Linked DNA regions of Mus musculus: region 2 is linked to region 1. The links are chromatin contacts, called in public Hi-C maps. All regions are on one chromosome and are shown on one strand. The core of a region is the stretch at or near the end of the contact, and the rest is flanking DNA. Distances in the headings are between cores, read along the strand shown. Region 1 has its middle 66 kb from the start of Gm22371. Region 2 overlaps Aox2 (aldehyde oxidase 2).

Region 1 (6,846 bases), core at 720-3,219:
TTTGTGTCTTCCTTCCACCTGCCAGTGAAATGACCGTGGACAAGGGACAGGGCCTGTCTTAGTCAGGGTTTCTATTCCTGCACAAACATCATGACCAAGAAGCAAGTTGGGGAGGAAAGGGTTTATTCAGCTTACATTTCCACATTGCTGTTCATCACTGAAAGAAGTCAGGACTGGAACTCAAGCAGGTCAGGGAGCAGGAGCAGGAGCTGATACAGAGGCCATGGAGGGATGTTCTTTACTGGCTTGCTTCCCCTGGCTTGCTCAGCCTGCTCTCTTATAGAACCAAGACTACCACCCACAAGGGGCCTTTCCCCCTTGATCATCAATTGAGAAAATGCCTGACAGTTGGATCTCATGGAGGCATTTCCTCAACTGAAGCTCCTTTCTCTGTGATAACTCCAGCTGTGTCAAGTTGACATAAAACTAGCCAGTACAGGGCCTAACTCCCAACCTACACACATAAGGAGTGGTAGCTTAGAGTCCTTCAAAATTGAGTATCAGCAAATTCTATGGCCAATTAAGACCACAAATAAATAAGACCCTTGCACTGAATTTGACCATTGCTGAGCAACTTCCAGTGCTGGTGTGAGCTAAGAACAGAAGACTTAGGCTTGAATCCACCACAGCCTTAATCATTTTATATCGGAGGCAAAAAACCAACAGCTGTTTTATAGTGTTGACCTACAGAATGCATAATAAGGCAAGGAGGACACTTAACAGAGGCTAAGCACCTAATGGGAACCCCACGCCTCAGAGCCAGGATTGCTAACCACAACTTGCATCCATAACTTAGTCAATACAGAATTCCAATCATTCATTCTCTTACATAGGCACTCAGTTATTCATTCAATACATGTGACTCTGACCATCCAATATTTGCCTGAATATGCAAATAAAAATCAGCAGACCTTTGGCCAAGGGAATTCAATGGGTTTTTTTCCCCCTAGTTTACCTCCCTGGCTTCCCCCAATAGGCCTCATTTGCTAGAAGGGAGATCATTTTGGAACAGTTTACATTATGTTATCTTTCAAAGTAACAAGCTCCTGGCTTTAATTAATCTCAGCCTCTGCTTTTTGCAAGGGAGGAAGAGTCCGTGAGCGCATGCCCCTGTATTTCCAGAACTGATGTGTTTAGTCACTTGTGTGTGAAACTGCCAAAGGCAGGCTGGGTTACTGTCCTGGGGAACATCTGCACAATGTTTATCATCTTGGCATTTGAGAACTATGTAAATACGTGCAGCTCCGTGACAACCTCAGGATTTTATTTCCAAATGTGCCATCAATGAGTAAGAGCACAAATAAGCAAAATCAGCTAGACAACTATTTAGGTGGAAAGCTAAGAATGGAAATCACAATCTGTTTCTGGGGGCTCTGGGGTAGGAATCCATTCCTGTCATTATAAAGCAGCAAAGCTTCTGGAAGCACAATAATGTGCAAGATCGCTTTAGAACCAGACAACGTGTTTTGTTTTGAAAGTACAGATTCAAGTCTTGCCTGGGATAATTACAGCAGAAACAGTTTTCTTGATGAAGTCGTTTCCATGAAAGGACACTTGCCCATATCAACAGCAGGGGCTAAGTTCAGCCCTTGGCAGAGCTTGCAGCCTTCTGAAGCCAGAAATCAGTCCCTCCATTCCCACCACTGGTAACTTGAGATGAATTCAACTCATGTTGTCTCTGAATACCCCAGCGGCTCTGTCTCCTTCCAAATGATTCAATCCTTTGTCTTCGGTTGCTATCTTAGAGATGTACATGGGTGATTATTTTGGATTGTCTCCTAGAACTCAGAAAACTCTGTCTTCGAAGGTTGAAAACATGCCTGGTCATTTAGTCTGACTAGACTTTAAAAGGCATCAAATACAAATAGATTCTGGGAAATAAATCAACTTCAGGCTTTTTACTGCTGAAGGCTTAAAATAATTCCCAAAAAGGCTAATTATGTCTTTCTTTGCTCAGTAGTTGGGCTTAATAATAAGCACCAAACATATGGCAGTGCTTGGGCTGCATAATCCATCATGGCCTTCTGCTAAGCAGCAGGGGCATCGGGCTTAAAGGAAATTGTATGCAGAAAGCTCACATATATTAATAGCTGTAGAACCCGCCATTGCCAGGAGTGATGGCTGCTAACCTGGCTTCTGAAAAGCTCCTCAACTTGCTAGTAATCAAAGGAACATGATGGAAAATCATAATGGCAATTTATTGCTCATTTATTAGATTAAGGGATAAGACTTTAACTGCATGTATTTATTGGAGGAATGGGGACTATACCTGCCACTGTCTACTGGTGGGGGTCAGAGAATAATTTGTGGGAGTTGGCTTTCTCTTTTCCTCCTGTGGGTCTTAGGCCTCTAACTCAGTCTGGAAACAAATGCTTTGCCTGTTGAGCTTTTGGCTGGCCCCAAGCTAAGAGATATTCTTTAATGTTGAAGAAGATTTGATGACGAAAGCACATATCTGATTTGTGTTGAGGAAACAGATCTGCACAAGCTTTCTGGACAGCAAATTGGCCAGAGGCTCAAGAGCCATAGAAATAGACCCATATTCTGAGCCAGCCATCTTGTAGCTAAGCAAGCCTCAAGACTTAAGCATGAACTGTGGATGAACAATTAACTATGAATGCTCAGATCTACACTTCATAATAGCAAACCATGCAACAACTGAGCAAATCATCATATACACCAACCACATTCTATGCTATATTATATTGTCATTAAAAGTCTTGTTGATAAGTATTTTCAAAGGCAGAGGGACATGAGAACAGGATACAGACCAAGGTTATACCTTATCTTGATGGTGAAATGATATGTCCAGTGCCCGGTGGGGCTAGAACAGTGTTAGTTTTAAAACTACCAGTTCTGAAGTCCAGGAAAAAAAAATGGAAATTTGTGTATGGGTGTTAAATACTGGAGCAGAGGGATGGTAATGTCTGGGTGTATCCTGATCTGGATGTAGAACCCTCAGCTTCTTCTCCAACATCATGTCTGCTTGTGCACCCTCCCTGCTTCCCCACCATCATGACAATGGACTAAACCTTTGAACTGTAAGTCATCCCCAATTAAATGCTTTCCTTTATAAAAGTTACCTTGTTCGTGGCTTTTCTTCACAGCAATAGAACCCTAACTAAGACACTAGGCCACTAGCTTTAGGGAAACAATAAACCAGCAGAGTAACCCACACACAATTGCAGTGTTCTGTTTAACATAAGCAGGACCTGCCTCATCATGGCCAATGCTGACCTTTACAAAATTTCTCAGTGAATCTGAGCAAGAAGCGTTTACAGAGCCCCACTGTGTGCTCCGGCACTGTGACAGGTAGAGAAGGCACAATAGTAAGCAGCCCAGTGTAATTCTACAGAAGCTTGTTAGGGTTTCAGTACAGAGACATTGAATGGGATAGACATGGTGAATGGGTGGGTAATGGGCACAACAATGTCGGGCACCTTTGTACACTGAAATTCTCTCCAATGACCCAAAGTGTTTATGGTGTATTGGATACACTTCCTTGTACTGTATGGGCCATGCAGAATGACAGGAGTACCTGGTTGTCCTCACGTTCTGCAGTAGAGTAGCATAGATGTTTACAGAAGCTTAAAGGAGCACTTATAAGAGATGTGAAGAGGGAAGTCTGAGCATCCCAGAGCAAGAAAGGAAGAAGATAGCCAGGAAGAGCTGGGAGTGCCAATGGTCTTACAGGGTACTCAGAAGTAGTAAGTCAGAATTGGTCTCCCTTCACTGACTTTAGATGAAGTTTGAATGATTATTATTTCAATTCTAGAGAGAAAGCTGGAATACACATGCCTCCAAAACAGAGAGAAGGAAAAATAGATATATTATCATGTGAGCATCATTTTGCACGGTCCATACTTGCACAATCCATTAAAAGCCCTGCTCTGAGACTGCGGAGTTGGCTCAACTGGTAATGTGCTCACTATACAAGCAGGAGGACCTCTGTTCGATCCTTAACACACATATAAAAAGCTAGAAATAACAATACATATTTGTAACCCCAGAAGTGGTAAGGCAAAGACAAGAGGGTCCATAGGCATCCTGGCCAACCAACATAGTCTACCAGGGAAGATCAAGGCCAGTGAGAGACATTGTCTCAAAAAACAATGTGGATGGATCCAAATGAACAACACAATTCTGACCCTGACCTCTATATGTACACTAAACATGTGTACATGCACTTTCACATATGGGCATCTGAACACATGTGAACATATATAACCATGCACACTAAACTTTGTCTCTACTATGCTCATGCCATTCATTTATATTCTTCTACATGTTTTCTTCCCTTCTTTTCTCCTTTCTGGTCCTCTATGAGTATGGATCTTGTCAGACAGCCTATGCATAAGGCACCATTTTGGTTTGGTTTGGTTTGGTTTGGTTTGGTTTGGTTTGGTTGCTTTGTTTTTTGGCCAGGATTCTTCTTTTGTTTTGGAGTAACAAACGTTGTATACTGGTCCAGCATTTCACACAGTCTGGACAACAGCTTTACCAGGTAGTAAAATCATTATGCTTTTTAGCAGATGTGATGTGGTGCAGAGACCCGTCTAGATACTGTTGCAGATAGCCAGACTGAGGTCCCTCGGAAGAGGGAATGAAGGATGTCAGGAGTCCTGAGCGTTAGATTTCCTAAGTGATGTTCCACAAACATCACTAAGAGTATTGGGGCCTTGTAGCCAACTATCATGGCTCACCACAACTATCAGAAACACAGAATGCAGGGCTTTATTAATGTTTGTCTATGTTCTTGAGTAAGTTACTTAAGTTTTCTGTCTAGCTTCTCAAGACACAAAATGAGGACATAACTAGACATTAGTCCATTAGACAATGTTTGTTAGTTTTAGCATAATACCTAGCATATATTGTATTCTATATTTTCCTGTATCAATCATAAGCAAATATTTTTTCTTCAGGAATTTATTTGCCCATCTATAGATTAGACTGTAAATACTTGGTACCAGGGGAAAGTAAATTATAGCTCATAGATTAAATCTGACCCACTGTTTGTTTTTATAAATAAAGTTTTATTTGAATATCACATGTTCATTAATTTATATAATTCCCACATTTCCAGGTTATAATAGCAGAGTTGACTAATTATAACAAAAAAACGTATGGTCTAAAAATCCTAAATTATATATTTCTGAACCTTGCCAAAAGGTTAATTTCTGAGATAGACACACTTACTAGACAAAGTAATGAAACAAAACAAAATGCAATTCAAGTTTTTTGTTGGGTTTTTGTTGTTGTTTGCTGTTTGGTTTGGCCAGATTTTAGATAAATACCTGTTTTGTTTATCAGGAATTAAAGTCCAGAAGGTCTGTTTTCTCAGTAAATATTTAACACAGGACTAAAAACATGTGTAATCATTTAAAATATTCATACATACACAAAAGTATGTGAGATGTGAAGTGCTTTGCAATTTCCCCCATGCTTGTTTTTTTTAATAGGTTATTCCTGCTTTGCTCTCTCTCCCAGTTACTGCCACCTTTTATTGGAGAGGCAACAATACATCTGTCTTGTCCCAAGATGAGGCAAAATGAGACATCATGGGTGCTCGATAATGTCAGTTGTAGCTTCTAGAATAAAGCACTAACCTAGCTATGTAAAGGGTACTAAATCAATCAATCAAGGATTATTGCATGCTTTCTTGACCACCTGCAGGCTCTTTCTTTAGTGCATTTTGGCTAGAGTTTCTCTCCTGGGACCGTAGCTGCAAACGTGGTGTTAGGTCAAGCACATGGTATTCGGACAGTGACTCTGACTGGGCAAAGAGGCTCAGACTCTTCTGCTACAGACTGACTAAGCTTAGAGATGCTATGCCTTGAGTAATAAGGGCTACGATGACCAGAACAGAAATTTCATTGTCTATGTCCCAGAACAAGAAAAAAGAAGATCTCGGTTTAGAAAAATAGCTGAGGAGGAGAAAGAGTGGACCAAAAACTGATGGCTACTCTGCATAATATCTCACCAAGGGATTCCTCACAACTAGGGTTTACCTTGGGCAAAAAGAATCACAGATCCTAACCAAACAGGGACTCCAGATCCTGGCTAGAAAGCAAGAGATGGCTGCAGAGAGGTGGAAACAATTTAGTTTAATGCAAAAGGCCGTCGTATCTTCAGCATCCATCACATTAATTGTGGCAGAAATTACTTTTCAAGGAGGGCACTTAACTCGAAAGGCATAATAGCAGAATTTCATTAGACAACATGACAGGAGGGAAAGCAGAAGAAAGCTGACTCCTGAGCCATGTAAACAGCCTGGTCTTGGTCTGTGTGCTACCCAGATTGGCAACTCACTACTGTAGGTGACAGAGAAATCTTTTCCTCTCCTGGGACCTCCCGTCTCCCTCCCCTGTCTCCCTCCCCAAATCATCCGGGCTTATTATGGTTGAGTTTGTTGAGAAAACAGTGACCCTCAGAAGCTGGGCTAAGGCTGTCTCTGTTTGCTAATGCTAGACTTTCTAATTCACATTTTTGTTGTTTGCTTCAAAAGGATAAAGGGCCCTGCTTTGTTTGTTTGTTGTTCTCTTCAAAGCTCCCCCGTGTCCTTCCCATGCACCACTAACGTGAGTGAACAAAGATTCTGTTTCTTCTTTACAATTTCTTCACCTTTCACTTTGCTCCCAATAGTGGAGACACCTTTGTGGATAGGGTCTGGATATTGTTTTAGATCTAGTAATTGTTTTTATTTTTTTTTCATGTTTTCTCAAGACCATCCATTATATTCTTATAATCATAAAAGCAGACAGATGCGTGTTTATTCTTAATTCTACCGCTTATAGGCTGCATAGCATTAATGTTTCTTATCCCTCCATATCAGTTTGTTTCTTTGTA
Region 2 (6,625 bases), core at 1,150-3,649, 800 kb before region 1:
TTTGGGATGTGTTGACTCTTCCAAGTGTTGATCTTCCTCGAGTCACTTTGGGGGTGTGTAGCTCGCCTCCTCGGGTAACACCTCTTTATTCCACCGCACCCCTTCTTTAGACTAAAGAAAGGGTATCAGCGGGAGGTGCTTGTGGACAGGTGGGTCTGAAGGACACAGACACACACAAAGAGGATGAGAGGCAGTTTTTTCTCAGGCCGGCTCTGAGCTCTTTCACAGCCTAAGAGGTGTTAGCTGGGATCTTATTAACCTCTCTATTCGACCCCTGTGAGAACAGGATGGTGGATCTTTTAAAAAGGAATGTCTGTCAGATGATAGTGCCACAGGCTGGAATGCTGCAGTGGACTTAGCTTGCCAGCTGACAGTGCTGTCTCTGTCTCAGCTCAGGGACCGAGGACGGCTGTGTGAGCAGGGACAGCTTTAGAACTTGTTTCTAACCACGGAGGTGACCTCATGCAGTCGATGCTTTTCTGCCATCTAAGAGGTTTTTGTTTCCCTTTTGTTCCGGCCTTTCTAGTCTGAAGTCTATGAAGGGGAAGGTCCGATTGTGATTGCTGAATGAGCAACTATGCTCACTACATACCTGCAAACTGCGGGGCTTCCTGCAAGTGCTGGGAAGGTTGCAAACAAAGCGGGAGCCGTCCATCAAATGCCTATGCATGCTCGGCGCTGCCAGAGCTAGGTGGGCGTTAAGCAATGCACAGAGAGAGAACAAAACAGACCGAGGGACTCACATCACTTTTGCTTCCCGATGAGTCACTTTCCTTCTGATCCAAGCAACACTGTCCTGTTCCTTTCTGTGGACAACCGTCTGGCTCCTGAGGACATGAAGTGCTGTATGTGAATAATACTTTTTATAGGCAAATAAGGTCGTGCCCTGAAGGTTTGAACAATCTATACGAGACTTCAGACTCTGAAGCCACCTTCTACTTACAGGGATAGCACAAGGCTGATCTTGCTTTGCTTATTTACTTATTTTATGAGGTAGTTTATGAAACACATACCATATAAACAAGTAATATAAAATAGCACAATGTGCAGAAATGTAAAGAAACACCCACTGCCCAGGTCACTGGCATTTTGACATATTTGGGATTATATTGTATTTATATCATATCTATGCTGTACTCAGTAGATGAACACCATTCATTGAAAGTACATATCTGAGCTATTTTAGAGTAATGACTAGTGGTAAAATACATTTTTTAAATGGTATTTTTCAGGACAACCATGATACAGCCACTACAGCGCATACATATTTTGGGACATTGCTCATTTAATTCATATGGAACCTTTACGGAAGGGGAATGCAGCTGGGTGAGTTATGGCAGTTTTTAAGTGGTCCCTGCTTGCAGCTCATCCGTTTCTGTTTCTTGCAACCCCACTCCTTGTACCTGCTTCCTCAGGTGGTCTCTCCTGTCTTGCAAAGCACTTCCTCCCAACTGTTTGAATTCCCTGTCCTTTCCCCATATCTTTTGCTGCTACTTGCTGACTCTGTCCAAGAAGCAAAAGCAGCTGGCAGAGCAACCAGCCCTTCCTCTCCCACCATAAGCTCTTAGAGTCCCCAGGATGGACGTGGGTCGATGGAGGCTGAAGAAAATCGTGCTTCTTTGGGTTCAGTGGGTAATAAAAACCTGTGTCCTACCTGGGGCTGGGTTTCTTTCACCTAATGTAGCATGAGACTGGCTGGCAACAGGGTGAGCTATTGGAACTCATTTTGGACTTTATCTCCAGCACCTGTGTTCCAGGAGCGGCAGGTAGTACCTACACTCTTAGGGAAAGGAGTTAATTTAGCACTCTTGCTGGTATCTCATGCTTCCCCACTTACAGCAGCAATCAGCTGAGTGTACAGTCTCTTTATTCCACTTTTTAGTGTGTCAACTCTGGCTCCCTCACGGGGCAATAGAAATCTGGGACACACATGACCAGAATACCCTCCTGGCTTTGGGACACACCCACTGTATATTTCCAGGTCTACCTCTACGGCATGTGGAACTGAGGCAGGAGCACATACAGAGATGTTAGCCTGTGGCTTCTGCTTTCTCTTTCTATATGGCTCTGTAGTGGCTGCATATGCTCCTGTGAATACTCCAGCCCAGTGTCTGCTCTTTCTCTATAAGGAGCTTCATTGAACTTGTGTGCACACATTGGCTCCTAAGACCTTCCCTAAAGTACCTAGCCTAAAGGTACAGTTGAAGCCCTATATGGAGAATGATCCAGAAAAAGATAAGCATATCGAGTTATCCCTATGGACTCCTGAATAGCTGGGTAAGAACTACAGGGGGCTCCTCCAAGATGTGAGGTACCCTTTGCTTCTGCCTAATGTCTCCCCCCACATCCACTGTGTCCTCAGCAGAGCGTCATCAGATGCACCATCTTGAGTGTCTGCCAAATGCTATTCAGTCAACAGCATTCTCATTATGAGTAATTATTTGTTGAGCTCTTACTAACTGCCAAGCAAGACATTTGAGTTTTCACCAGAGAGATATCTCTATTTTTGGAGGCTGTTCCCTGTGTTCTTGGAGTGAATTTTAGCTTCTACGTTGCAATTTCTCCTTCTTTTTCTATTTTCCCATTCCCAGTTGCTTGGGTTCTCAGAAGAAGCCTTCTTCACAACAGCAAAGCCTGGCTTGACTTCTAGTGTTTACAGACAACATTTCAGCTGCACTGGATAGATGCCCTGTCTCACTGGTGGTGAGTGTCGGACAGACAGCTTCTTAGCTCACCTGACTTTCTTCTGTGGTTCTAGACCACATCAAAGGTGGTGTAATGCTCACCTGGTCTACAGCAAGCACTGGCAACTCCAATGAGTCCTCGCCCTTTCCCCCTCCCCTCTGCGGTGACATTTGTCTGTTTTAGTCGGTTGTGATGGTCTTACAAACCCCATTCTTGTGTCCCCAGCTTTGATCACCTGTTCTTCTCATTCCTACTCCGTATGACGTGTCTCCACTTCCTTACCCTTGTGTACTCACCATGCAGAAGGTCCTGCCGCTCTCCAGAATTGGCCGATACCCAGTACAGCGGCAGAGGTTCCCTGATCAGAGGGGAAGCATAGCTGTGAATTGCTTGTCTCTACTGCTTGCTTTTCCAGATTATTATTTATTTATTGGTATTTATGTGTGTCTGTGTGTGGATGCTCTTAGAGGTCAGAAGAAGGTATTGCATTTCCTGGGGCTGAAGTTATAGGTGCTTGTAAGCCACAAATGTGGGTGCTGAGAACTGAACTCTGGGCCTCTGGAAGAGCAGCAAGCTCTCCTAATGACTGAGCCAAATCTCCAGCCACTCTACTGGATTCTTTTAAAAACCGAAATAGATCTAACAGATTTTCTTGTCAGTTCTGGGGAGTAGAACTCAGGGCCTTGGACATGCTAGGATAACATTCTACTTCTGAGCTATGATCCTAGCCCTGATGTTTAGCTATTGACAATAACTATTTTAAATTATGTAAGACAGTGAGATCTTAAGAAAGCAATCCCCAAGGTGTCACTAGACAGACAAAGTGCCACGGGTGGGCTACCAGGTGTGTTCCTCAGAGGCTCTTAGGTCACTGCACCAGAGTCACCTGGTTGTATTTGTTAAGAACATGAATCTGCCCTTCTGGAACCTGAGCATCTGGAGACAGGCAGGAGAGCCTGCATTTAAGAGACCAGTGGGCCATTCTGTTGCATGGTAAAGTCTGGAATCCTTACGCTTCCAAGGATGAAGGTGAAGGTCTGAGGGTAGAGAGAGAGTGTAGACTAGAGTTCATCTCTGATGGCCTGACTAAGAAGTTTGGGCTCAAAGGATGTGCAAGCTATGGGTTAGTAAAGAATGGGTAGAATTCTCAGAGCAGCAGGAACAAGATGGGGAGAGACTGGCCTGGAGGAGTCGTGTAGAGAGCAGGAAGTATGACAAATCGGGCTTGGTCAAGTTTTAGGGCTGATGAGCTGCTGAAGAGAGACCTGGGGAAGGTGGGGGTTTTAGATGAATTAGTATGATTCTCTGATTATTGTTATTGTTATTATTATTATTATTATTATTATATTGTGAATTGAACCCAGGACTTTTGCCCATAATAACTACTCTATCATATGCTCAGCTATGGTTTTCTGCACTTGAAAGAAGAGATAAGGATAGAGAGCTAGCGAGAGCAAGAGAGAGGGAGGGAGGAAGGGGAGAAGGGGAGAGAGGGAGAGAGAGAGAGAGAAAGAGAGAGAGAGAGAGAGAGAGAGAGAGAGAGAGAGAGAGAGATCAGCAGCTGGCACATAAGGAGCATATCTATTTTCATCTGTCTTCAACCTTTGAATTGAGGACTTGTTTACAGATTGATAACACCTGAAGATAATGTTTATTAACCCTATATGTTTATAAAACTAAAACTGTTACAAATCTTTCAGATGAGAGGCTTATTATGAATTGATATATGCCGCTCTACCAAGACTCTTTGTAGTCTTAAGTCCTGGCAACTATGAACATAACCTTGTTGAATAATAAGATCTCTCCCAGTGGAATCAAGAGGTAACAAGGTTGTCCAGGCCTGGGGCGGGCCTACCCCAGTGGCTGATGTCTGTAAACAAGAGGAAGATCTATAAGCCAGACAGCAAGGAGAAAGGTGTGAGGTAGAAACAGTTTGGAGCTATGTAGCTCATGAGCTCAGAAATGCCAAGACTCAGCTGACTGAGAGGAATAAGGCTGAGAGGAATAAGGAAGCAGTCTCTTCAGGGCTTTCAGACACAGCACTGGTGGGCCGATAGCTCGACTCCAGACTTAATGCTCCCAGAACTGCATGAGAACTTTCTGTGTTTTCAGCCAGTTGTGCTTTGTTGGGTAGGCTCATGGATTCCGGTCCCTGGGGAGCATGTGATAAGTCAGCAGACAGAAGTGTGGTGGCCCCTGGGCCGCGTGCAGATGACTTGACGTCTGTGTCTGCACACAAATGTTAGAAATGACTGTGGCTTGGCACTGGAGCAGAGCTAGGAAGATCCTGAGGGTGGTGTGGGAAAGCATGAAGAACCTTTTCCTTCTGCCTGCCTCCTGTGTCACACCTACCTCCCAAGGCCTCCATGAGCTGTTCCTCTGAGGGCTGCGGGTGGTTCCTGAGCAGTGTGTAGATGGACATCACCATCCCAGGGGTGCAGAAGCCACACTGGGTGCCGTGGCTCTTGGCGATCCTCTCCTGGAAGCATACATTTGTGGTCACATCTGCCGCCTCAGATTCTCTCCAGGGTCCACAAATCTGTACCATTCTCACCCTCTGAGCAAATGTGCCCCGCCCCGTTGTCCAGTTCTGTATATTCCCCTTTCTAGGCAGCTCCCAAAGGCAAGAGGTTCAGAAGTTACCGCTCACAACTTTAATTACTTTTCAGGGTCAGATGCTCTGAGACTTCTGTTTGGGAATTAGCAGTGTGCAGCCGGCACTCCCAGTGAGAACACTTATCCAGGAATTAGTAATTATTAGGAGGGTGCACGTAAGTTTCAAAACTGGTTTTCTTGAACACCCGTACATCTTCCACGGCTTAGATCTCATGGGAGGCTGTGCGGCTTTGACTGACATGGAGACCATTGCTGATCTCCTGTTGTCTTCCTTAATATTTTCTGTGTCAGCTCAAAAGACTTAGCTTTCAGGGACCGAGGATTTTGGTCTCTGTTATTTCAAGCGTGATCTATGGTCTTCTGGGAAATGGTGGGGAACTCAGGTCCCTGCTCCAAACTGCTTGGCCAGAATCTGAACTTTTAGCAAGTTCCAGGTGACTCTTGTGAACACCAAAGCTTGGAAGCTTGGCTCTAGATTCAGTGCACAATGCCTGGGGTCCCACTGTGTGGACTTAGCTGCGAGTGTCTTGTACGACTTCCTAGCAGACTCTTTTCTGGGTCCTTTATCTTTACTGACCTCTTTGGAGTTGACTCTCAAGTGGTTAAATCAAGAAACCCTGGGGCTTCTCCTGCCTAAAATCCCTGAGCATTGGTTGATCTGACTGTGGCTTCCCAAACTCCCACGACAATGACAGGAGAATCAGTGCCAGCACATGTCACATCACCGTTCAACCCAACACTGCCGCTTCAGCAGCAGGCTGAGTGCTGGAGGGGGAGTGTCCCCGTCCTCTAGGGAGTTGCTCTCAGACTTCCCTCAGCCAAATGCTGATTTTTACGCCTCAAACCTTTATGCTACAGGGAATGATCCCTGAATTTTATCTCATAAAAACGTTGTCTGATACCAATTGTACTATAAACTAGAGTAGATACTGAACACAGGCTATAGAGTAAATGTCTCTGAGGGGATGGGGATATGGCCGTTGATAGGGCATACCATATGTGTGTGTGCATGGATATATATGGATAATAGATGAGTATATGTACGTGTAACATATTTGTGTAGTGCTTGTAGAAGTCAGAAGAGGACATTAGACCCCCTGGGCACTGGAGTTAGAAGCTGATATAATTGACCTAACTGGGTGCTGAGAATTGAACCTGGATTCTCTGGAAGTGCTCTTAACACTGAGCCATCTCTCCAGCCATGGGTATGGTTTTTTGATATAGCATCTCATGTATTCCAGGCTGGCCTTGACCTCACTGTGTAGTGGAGGATGACCTGGAACTCCTTCTGTCTCTACTTCCCCAGTACTGGGGTTATAAGTAT

Evidence for each region. Hi-C and Micro-C count contacts between places; a contact is called where the count stands out from the background.
Region 2: a Hi-C map of cortical neurons shows a contact between it and region 1. The contact joins two enhancer-like sites. A contact is called at or near these places in 11 of 39 promoter capture datasets (the 3T3-L1 cell line, 3T3-L1-derived adipocytes, the HPC-7 cell line and 6 more), 2 of 484 Hi-C or Micro-C datasets (cortical neurons and embryonic fibroblasts), 1 of 115 datasets of contacts at active chromatin or transcription factors (bone marrow-derived macrophages) and 2 of 9 other capture datasets (adipose tissue and liver).

The regions. Positions count from the first base shown.
Region 1 is chr1:57,484,569-57,491,414 of GRCm38.p6, reverse strand. No RefSeq gene overlaps it. Among named protein-coding and RNA genes, the nearest start is that of Gm22371, 66 kb to the right of the region's middle. Within about 2 kb of position 1,969, at least 13 of the 459 cell types and tissues checked have an H3K27ac peak or open chromatin away from gene starts, as enhancers often do. A contact at or near this core is called in cortical neurons, where this site is marked.
Region 2 is chr1:58,284,110-58,290,734 of GRCm38.p6, reverse strand. Aox2 (aldehyde oxidase 2) reads right to left here. Exons shown (of 36, transcript NM_001008419.2): 5 at 5,038-5,164; 6 at 2,982-3,043; 7 at 744-827. Gm15759 (a long non-coding RNA gene) reads left to right here. Exons shown (of 3, transcript XR_865437.3): 3 at 1,233-1,320. Among named protein-coding and RNA genes, the nearest start is that of Aox2, 9.1 kb to the right of the region's middle. Within about 2 kb of position 2,399, at least 7 of the 459 cell types and tissues checked have an H3K27ac peak or open chromatin away from gene starts, as enhancers often do. A contact at or near this core is called in cortical neurons, where this site is marked.